Linked DNA regions of Mus musculus: all the other regions are linked to region 3. A link is a contact called in public Hi-C and promoter capture Hi-C data. All regions are on one chromosome and are shown on one strand. The core of a region is the stretch at or near the end of the contact, and the rest is flanking DNA. Distances in the headings are between cores, read along the strand shown. Region 1 holds the start of Clca4a (chloride channel accessory 4A). Region 2 overlaps Clca1 (chloride channel accessory 1). Region 3 holds the start of Clca3a2 (chloride channel accessory 3A2).

Evidence for each region. Promoter capture Hi-C pulls out the DNA fragments that hold promoters and counts their contacts. A called contact is a pair of places that touch in the nucleus more often than the background predicts.
Region 1: a contact with region 3 is called in a promoter capture Hi-C map of the SN4741 cell line, with 4 times the contacts expected there. The contact joins the promoter of Clca4a here to the promoter of Clca3a2 in region 3. A contact is called at or near these places in 14 of 39 promoter capture datasets (3T3-L1-derived adipocytes, the SN4741 cell line, Sertoli cells and 8 more), 1 of 484 Hi-C or Micro-C datasets (cerebral cortex), 5 of 115 datasets of contacts at active chromatin or transcription factors (embryonic fibroblasts, embryonic stem cells and intestinal villus epithelium) and 4 of 9 other capture datasets (adipose tissue, embryonic stem cells, liver and 1 more).
Region 2: a Hi-C map of pancreatic cancer cells shows a contact between it and region 3, with 4 times the contacts expected there. The contact joins the enhancer-like site here to the promoter of Clca3a2 in region 3. A contact is called at or near these places in 14 of 39 promoter capture datasets (the 3T3-L1 cell line, 3T3-L1-derived adipocytes, the C10 cell line and 8 more), 3 of 15 datasets of contacts at CTCF or cohesin (hippocampal excitatory neurons, pro-B cells and stem cell-derived epiblast-like cells), 70 of 484 Hi-C or Micro-C datasets (the AML12 cell line, the C2C12 cell line, the CH12 cell line and 32 more), 6 of 115 datasets of contacts at active chromatin or transcription factors (embryonic stem cells, intestinal crypt epithelium and pancreatic cancer cells) and 5 of 9 other capture datasets (adipose tissue, embryonic stem cells, liver and 2 more).

What each region holds. Positions count from the first base shown.
Region 1 is chr3:144,973,564-144,976,480 of GRCm38.p6, forward strand. It overlaps Clca4a (chloride channel accessory 4A), which reads right to left and starts at 1,482. Exons shown (of 14, transcript NM_207208.3): 1 at 1,287-1,482. The coding sequence starts at 1,451. The region is part of intron 2 of Gm35066 (a long non-coding RNA gene); the gene reads left to right.
Region 2 is chr3:145,003,161-145,006,181 of GRCm38.p6, forward strand. Clca1 (chloride channel accessory 1) reads right to left here. Exons shown (of 14, transcript NM_017474.2): 13 at 2,720-2,956; 14 at 1,377-1,927. The coding sequence ends at 1,539. Among named protein-coding and RNA genes, the nearest start is that of Clca1, 28 kb to the right of the region's middle. Within about 2 kb of position 1,486, at least 2 of the 459 cell types and tissues checked have an H3K27ac peak or open chromatin away from gene starts, as enhancers often do. A contact at or near this core is called in pancreatic cancer cells, where this site is marked.
Region 3 is chr3:144,818,038-144,820,755 of GRCm38.p6, forward strand. Clca3a2 (chloride channel accessory 3A2) reads right to left here and starts at 1,457. Exons shown (of 14, transcript NM_030601.3): 1 at 1,274-1,457; 2 at 1-26. The coding sequence starts at 1,432.

The DNA.
Region 1 (2,917 bases), core at 232-2,731, 160 kb after region 3:
AATGTTGGGGTTGGAAGAGACTTTAGCAACCTAAAGTCCTAAGATCAGTGAGGGGGCCTCTCCCTCTGTTTGCAACCACTTGGTGGGCTCACACCCTCCACACACTGATCGACTCTAATTTTCACTTAAGTACACATTTTACATCTCCCCATGAATTCAGATGTCATGGATGCCAAAAAGGACTTCAATCTGTAACCACCTCGAGCTAGCTCCTCCTCCCCAGGCACAGCTCTTTGTTATAGTTTCCCTTCCCAGCTGATGAAAGTTCTCTACAAGTAGTTAAGCCAAAGTTGGAAAGTTTGCCTTGCCTCTTAACATTTCACAAGAGTGTTGTCTTTCATGCTTTCCAAATATGTTCAGCATCACTTGAATCACTCCTCATACCTTGTCCCAGTCAACACTCCTGTTCATAACCACAGCCTGGCTCCTTCTTCACCCCTATCCTACATTCATACAGTGATGTGATATGAGTGAGCCTTCTATGGTTTCAGGTAGACAGAGCGGTCATAGAATAGACCCCAAAGGGTCCACATCCTCCACTAAGCTCTTTCATGGAGTCTCATTACTTTCCAAAGCTCTGGGCTCTGCCTCTGTGCATAAGCCTCTCCCAGCTTCAGTGTAAGACAGACACCCTTCCTCCAGCTTATTCACTGTTTCCTTGATTATGTGACCTGCTATTACCCACATAAGGCTCTCGTCTTGGCGTCTGCTCACATGTCATATCATCAGTGGGGCTTCTCTGAGGGCTTCCCTGCAGGAAACAGTGACTTACACTCTTGCCTATTACAGCTGTGCTCTGCTTTGCCTTGCTCTTCTGAGGCAGCGTGCTCCACAGTAACCTACTAACCTCATACCTACTCTCCCACTCACTCTGATATTACTGATGTCCTGGAAAAGAAGGCATACCTATATTTCCTTTCTCTTTTCAGTTACTTCTCTTTCCTCAATGGTTCAACAAGCATATGTGTATGCATGCACAATAATTAAAAAAATTACAAAAACAGAATGAGAATCCAACTTCTAAATGACAGACAAGGAGGCTGAGATCACAGAGGCTCTCTGCTTTGTCTTTGATCTTAAGGTGAGAAGATCATATCTCTTCTAGAACCTCTAGAACCTTCATCTGGAATGTGTTAGAGCCTTCATCTCACTCCATGCCTTCTAAAACTGTCTGCTCTGTTTTCAAACTTCTCAAAGCATTCAGAGGTTTTCACAGTAACTCTTACTATTACTATTAACATTTTTATTCTTCATAACTCAAATAGGAGAAAGCCTGATTTTCTTACCTTTATGTGTTCAATTATTGTTGTATCTTCTGGCACAGCAGGATCAATGGCAATAATGATGTCTTCATAACCATTCTCATTCAGCCTTATCAAGGAAGTGTCTGACCCCCAAAGCAGGTACAGGAGGAGGAGGAGGAAAACAGGCCCTCTGGAGAAAGCCATCATTCCAGCCTGGTCACCCAGAGGCCTTTGTTTCTCTGTGTCTCTTGGCAGGTCTATATATACTCCTAAACATCACCTGTTAGCTCATTGAGGGATGGTGACTGTTTAAAGGTCAATGTTCATGTATAGGATACACATAGCCAGGTTACATAACAGTTTTTTGTTTGGTATTGTTTAAAGTGATCAGAAAATTATAAAATACATAGCATCCTTTCTTCTTGAGACACAATATGCTGCTTCCCATTTTCAGTTAATTTCCTAAGCATACACAAAGACTTTCTTATTTTTATAGAATAGGATCATAAAATAAAACCACAATAAAATGTTTATCCATTCTAGAGCCCTGCCTGCATTTTAAAGAGCAAATCACTTATTACCTATTCTCTCTGTCATCTATACAATAATGATATAAATAAAATGCTAGGTAAAATGAGCTTGAAACACAAGGCTGTAAAGCATCTCCTACATTTAAGGAGATTTGATAAAGTCGAGTTATCACAGTAAACAAGCAAGCAAACAAACAGACCATCCCTACTATATAGGAATAGAACTTGTTTTTCAACGTCATACTTTGCTCGTCACTGTTGAGGAAGGATACACAACATAGAATTTAAATAACTGAATTTGATCTTTGAAAGAACACACATAACCCATTCTGTTTTCTTTTCCCACATCTCCAGTCACCCTCTCTCCCTACCTCCCTACAAGTCCGGTTGCTACATGCATGTTTTTCTTCTTTTCTTTTATTAGATATTTTCTTTATTTACATTTCAAATGCTATTCCTAAAGCCCCCTATACCCTCCCTCCACCCTGCTCCCCAACCCACCCACTCCTGCTTCCTTGCCCTGGCATTCCCCTGTGCTGGGGCATATGATCTTTGCAAGACCAAGGGCCTCTCCTCCCATTGATGGCCGACTAGGCCCTCCTCTGCTATATATGCAGCTACAGACTGAACTCTAGTGGGTAGGAGGGAGGGTACTGGGGGGTTCATATTGTTGTTCCACCTATAGGGCTGCAGACCCCTTTAGCTTCTCGGGTACTTTCTCTAGCTCCTTCGTTAGGGGCCCTGTGTTCCATCCAATAGCTGACTGTGAACAGCCACTTCTGTATTTGCCAGGCACTGTCATAGCCTCACAAGAGAGAGCCATATCAGGGTCCTGTCAGCAAAATCTTTCTGGCATAGCTACATGCACATCTTTTTTTGCTTTGTGACCTGCTAAGTTCAGTTAGGGCCATCTATGAGGCCATGGCTCAGGAATCTATGTTGGAGGCCAGTGAGCTCGTCATGAGTATACAACTGAAAACAGTGACAGCCTCTCCATGAGAAAGCATCAAGAGCCTATAGTTAGCCCAGAAAGCAAAGCCCCTTGAGCCCCTCCCTGATCCTTGATTGACAGGCCCAATCTTGTGACACCCTGTGCAGGCAGCCCTATCTCCTGTTAGATTTTGATTACAATGTCTGTGTCAT
Region 2 (3,021 bases), core at 236-2,735, 190 kb after region 3:
ATGGCCTTGTTGGACATCAATGAGAGGAGAGGCCCTTGGTCCTGTGAAGACTTGATGCCCCAGTGTAGGCGAATGCCAGGGCAAGCAGGTGGGAGTGGGTGGGTGGGTGCTTGAACACCCTCATGGAAGCAGGAGGAGGGGGATGGGATGGAGGCTTCCAGGGGTAAACCAGGAAAGGGGATAACATTTGAAATGTAAATAAAGAAAATATCTAATAAAAATAAAATTCTATCCTAATTCAAACAAAACAAAACAAAACAAAAGACAATCCCTAAAGAATTGGAATTTTCAGAGTCTGTTTTTGGAAAAAGGGAAAGACTTCCCAGTCTTGGTTCTTGCTAGAGGAAGGACTTGTCTCTTGGAACCCAGGTTTGACAGCTCATAGAGCACTTTGCATGACTGACAATCCTGGATCACTGATGGACAGGGCCACATCTTGACCCAGACTCCACCTCCTATTTAAATGAAACCCCACATTAGTGCTTTGAATATGGAAATGGGGAGGACGATCCCTAGACTTCTTTTGCTTCCCAGTGTGCCGGACACTGAATAAGTCTCTTTTATCTGCTTTTCGCTGTTACTTGTGACTTTGCTTGCCCTAAAAGTCTGTTTTCTTATAAGGAAGGTCTGAAAGTAAAGAAATACCTCCTGGATGTCTGTAGAAATAATGGCTTATTTTATTAGCAGTTGGGCATCATCCATGGGTTTACCTGAGTATCGTTAATTAAGCTCATATTTGTAAGCTGTTGTGGTGGTTTGAATACAAGTGGCTCCCATAGGCTCCCATATTTAAGCGCTTGGTCCTTTGCTGGTAGAACTGTTTTGGGAAGATTAGGCAAGGCCTTTGGAAAAGGTATTTCACTAGGGGTGAGAGATGAGGTTTCAAAAGCCCACACCAGGCTCATTCTCTTCCTCTTGCTAATAGAATATTTGTAAAAAAAGATTATGAAATATATTATAATTTCTTTATCACTCGCCCTGAATCTACCTACCTCTTCTCATTTCTTTCCACTGTGGCTTTAAGCATCACTGACTATGTGCATTCAGGCACATAGTATGCATTTCTAAACCCAATGGGACCTCCAATGTGTAATTTCTCCCTTCCATACCTGTCTCATCCTCATTCCGATGAATGAGAATGAGAAGAAAAGAAGACACATTCTTGCTGATGTTAGTCCAAGGTCCTAAATAAGAAACCAGAACTCTTGTATTTAAATAGTTTGGTAGGCATTTCTGATAGTTTACTAGTTAGTAGATTAACTGCAATTGAGTCTTATTTTTAGCTGACTGAGTTCCTTAGGACAAATTCAAATCTACTCCCATCTTCTGATACAAGCAACACTTGCAAGCATTCAAATTACCATCCAAAGACCGAGCAGTGATAAAACTTTTGTATTTGAACAGATAATTTTTAATGCACCCAGACCCAGTTTTACAGCTTCGAGTGTTACTATACCGCCCCCTACAGGAAGTCTAAAGTACATTTTTAGAAAATTCTCCAGTGAAAGGAATGACTGGTTGATTTCTTGCCTGAAAATTCAGTGCAAACCTAGTGTCACCTGCATTTCCCCTAGCCACTTCCACATTATCTTCAGCACGTGGATGCCAGGAATGGTGCTGTTGATGCTGATGTCAGGACAAGGGGGAGTTGAGTCTTCGGGAATGGGCGGCTCCTGAGCGGGGATGAACACAGACACCCGTGCAATGTTGGAGATTTCTGATTTCAGATTGGACTTATCCACAGCCTGGATAGCAATGAAGATATCTGTGCCATTTCCAAAAGTGTTGCCTCCCAGTTCAAACTCAAAGATTTCCTCAGAGCTGGCCTCTTTGGGGATAAGACCGGTAGTGTTCACTTGGAGTGAGGTGTTGAAGTGGTCCCTGAGATCAACGATACTGGTGCTCATTCGGATGATGTAGTTGGAAGCTTAAATAAAAAATAAAAATTAAAGTAGTGAGAGAGGATGTAATGATCAAGTCTTAACCTTTAAAAACTATTAGGAATTACATCATCTCAATGACGTTACAACAGATGAATGGAACTGAGTAACCGTATTTACAAGGGCTGTCACCTACTGTGCACACATGTTACTCTTAGCAAAGTTGGTTCAATGATGGCTCAAAGCCTCTGTCAAAGTATCTGAGCCTGGTGCTTGGCTGGGAAAGGAGGGTGCTCATTGCTTAGTACTCCTTTACTTGGAAGGGAGGTTGGTGCTAGTGTTTCTTGAACACTAACATGCTCAGAGGACCTTAAAACACAGCTTCTAATTTATAAGGTTCTTAAAACACAGATCCTAGTTCTTCAGGTCAGACAGCTGCCCATACATTTCATAAATGCGTTCTAGAAACAGAGGAGCGTAGGCTCTACCCCAGACCTAACTTTTATGTTTGAGAGTCAATGTCTAGCAAGTGGGGAAATTTCCTTCAAAGATATTTACTCTCTATTCTAGAGTCTTTTTCTAGGAACTCTAAAAAAACGTATTCGTCAGAAACAAACAAACAAACAGACAGACAAAAATGAAACACAAAATCCTGAAGTTTTCTTTTCCTACATAAAAACATCTTGTTACTTAAGAAGGTCGGCTTCTTAGATTTAAAAAACCGTGTGCCTTTAATTTCAGAAGCCATTTGAGATTCCCGCCTTCTGTCTTCTCCTCCTCCCAGCACAACCTCTGCTTGGTGGGTGAGCGCCTCTCTAGGGTCTGCGCATCAGTCTCACCTCTCCCGTGGTCGTAGTCATCCCCAGGAGCCGTCCACGTCAGATTCACCAGGTTCTGCCCTTGGATGCTGGCCTTCAGGTCAGTGATTTGACAGGGTGGAAAGAGGTCAGGAATGGGAGCTGCTGCGGGGACATTGGTGGCCACAAACGATCCCCCTGAAGATGTCCTGCTGAAGCACAGCTGCTTGTCTTGAACATAACTAGTTTCAGGACGTGGTGGGTTCATTCTTACTTCACCTGTGTTAAAATTTATTCAAAATATGAAAAACACCAGTAGTTTTCCCATTTTCTAGCCTTCCCAT
Region 3 (2,718 bases), core at 207-2,706:
TAGGTAGAAGCTTGAGTTACCATTTCCTGAGAAAATGAAAAGTGCATTGTGGTAGCAATCTCGAAACAAACTGAGCATAAATCATCTATACATAAACCAGAAGAAGCAAACGGAGGCTCCTCTTCCTCAAGTGTGTGTGCACAGAGTAACTGAAAAACTGGGATACATTTAACTGAATCTCTTGGATCCGTAAACTCATTTCCACATGCCCAAAGCTAACCCTGACCTTCACCTGCCCACCCCTCCAGGTGGCAGTTGGATTGGAGATGCGACGTGAGGCATAACAGGGATGAAAGTCAGAAGTCTGCAGGCAAGTGGTGTGTTAATCAATTTTTTTTACAATTGCATTGTTCAAACTCACAGGGAACTTAAGGTCTGGTAATTATTATATTCTATGTTAATTAAAATTGCTTTTGTTTTATTTTGAGTTACTGCCCAAGTAGAGCATATAAATAAATGACCAGATTATTAAAAAAACACACATTTTTTGGGTAAACTTTATATACGAATGTGTCTACACCCTTCCCCCATTCCTCCCACAACCCTCACTCTCCCTAACAAATTCACGACCTCATCTTCAATTATTATTGTTACACATATGTATACACAGCTATATTTATAACCCATTGAGTCACTCTGGCATGGCTCAAGAGCTAATAATAAAGACAAATAAGACTGGTTTGCTTCTGCCTGCTACTTGCTACAATCCTACAAATAATTCATTCAATTTTTAGAGGAACCCAGCCTTCTGCTCCTAAGCACTGCATGGAGATGTTGCAAGGACCTATGGACAAAGTACACAGGATGCAAACATTTTTATTAAACAAGTGCAATTAGAAACACATCAGCTTTAAGCATGTGTAAGTTTTCCTTCAAGGTAAGATAGGTAAGGATTTTCGGTTTTCCAAAGTTGAGCACGTAGGAGCAGCTGGAGGAGTGGGCAGGACATTTGCTGTATAGACTGTGTAAACCAACATTACTAAGATAAAGTGTGAGAACTCTTCTTCTTCTGAAGTCTCTTACCTTATCAAGTTAATAAATTATTAACAGGTTAAACACAGATTTTATTATATAATAAAATATAATGCTAGGCAGATTCCCATCATGACTGAAGATAATACTGCAGGCATGATGAAGACGGTCAAAGCGCCCCTTGGGAGGGTAAAACCGTGTGTGTGAGTGTGTAACTGTGTGTGTGAGTGTGTAACTGTGTGTGTGAGTTTGGATGTGCAGGCAACAGAATTATTGACCTGACAATAAAACCCCTTCTTACCTTTATGCTTGGGATGAGCCTTTCGTCCTCTGGCACACTGGGGTTAATGGCAATGACCACACCCTCGTATCCATTGCTGTTGAGATGCACCATGGAGCTCTCTGTGTTCTGCAGGAGATGCAGGGTGAGGAACAGAAGGACCTGCAGCCCTGGCACCATGGTCGCACTGCTCCAGTGAGAAGGAGCAGCACAGAAGGGCATTTATGTGTGTGCCTCGCTCGGGAATTTGAATCACGGCCAGAATATTTGCATAATTTGATAGAAATGCTGATATCTCTTGGGACTTTCCTTTTCTCCAACTGTTGACAGTATTCCACTGTGCCAGCCCAGGCTTGATGTACCTTATCTGTAAGATCCTCCCACATTATTTTTCTTGGAGTATCTTAAAGTTTTTTACCTTTCCCGAGTCACTGTTGTACTCTGTCTTGTTGCTTAAGCTCATCTTACCAACATAACACATCTTCTTACTAGATTTTAAATATTTTGTTAGCAAGAGATTATTTTTCTGAGTATAACTTCTCTCTCAGCCTCAATTTTTCTGACTCAAAACGAGGTCAATGAGGTCTTTAAAAAGGAATGTTGTGAAGATTAAATGTAATAACTCCTGAAGCAGGGCATGGGGCCTTATATTGCTGTGTTACACATGGAGTAGACCCTTTTAAAAAGAAAAGCCAGAAACAACAGAAGAAGAAGAAGAAGAGGAAGAAGAAGAAGAAGAAGAAGAAGAAGAAGAAGAAGAAGAAGAAGAAGAAGAAGAAGAAGAAGAAGAAGAAGAAGAAGAAGAAGAAGAAGAAAAGAGTTTCCTAGGGCCATCTGTAGTAAGAAATTTTGTTTCTTTAAAGACAGAAATATTATGAGAATGTGTTTTTCTTTTTATTCCCAGGTGTGGGACATGGAGCTGTGGGTTAGCACTTAAGCACACAGTGCCCTTGCAGTGTCCAGTACCAAGCCAGGCACTCCCATCCATCTGTAACCCTAGGTTCCAGGAATTCAACGCTTCTAGCCTGCTTTGGCACCTGAACTCATACACACACAACCACACACAGTCATACACACATACATGTAATTAACAGTGATAAAAAAAATCTTAAAAATACAGCATAAGAGAAATCTATTCTCTTGTCTGGAATGGAGACTCTCATCTTCTCTGTGACAAAACTGTTATACAATCTGGGGAGTACTACATGAGAGAATGCAGGAAAAGCACTTCAAGCAGGACTTTGACACTTAAAAAACTCAACTAGAATTATACACTATTATTAAACATCACATGCTGTTGTAAGTGTCAATGCTGACATAAGATTGCTAATTAAAATTTGTTTTTATGGCTTTAATTTGTAAAACTGTAAATAGAGTCTTCCAGGGTTTATGCTGGGAATGAGAAATCCCTGAGCTGCCCGAGGCTATGGGAAAAGCCAGCTGGTTGCAGGGAAAACTTAGCTTTC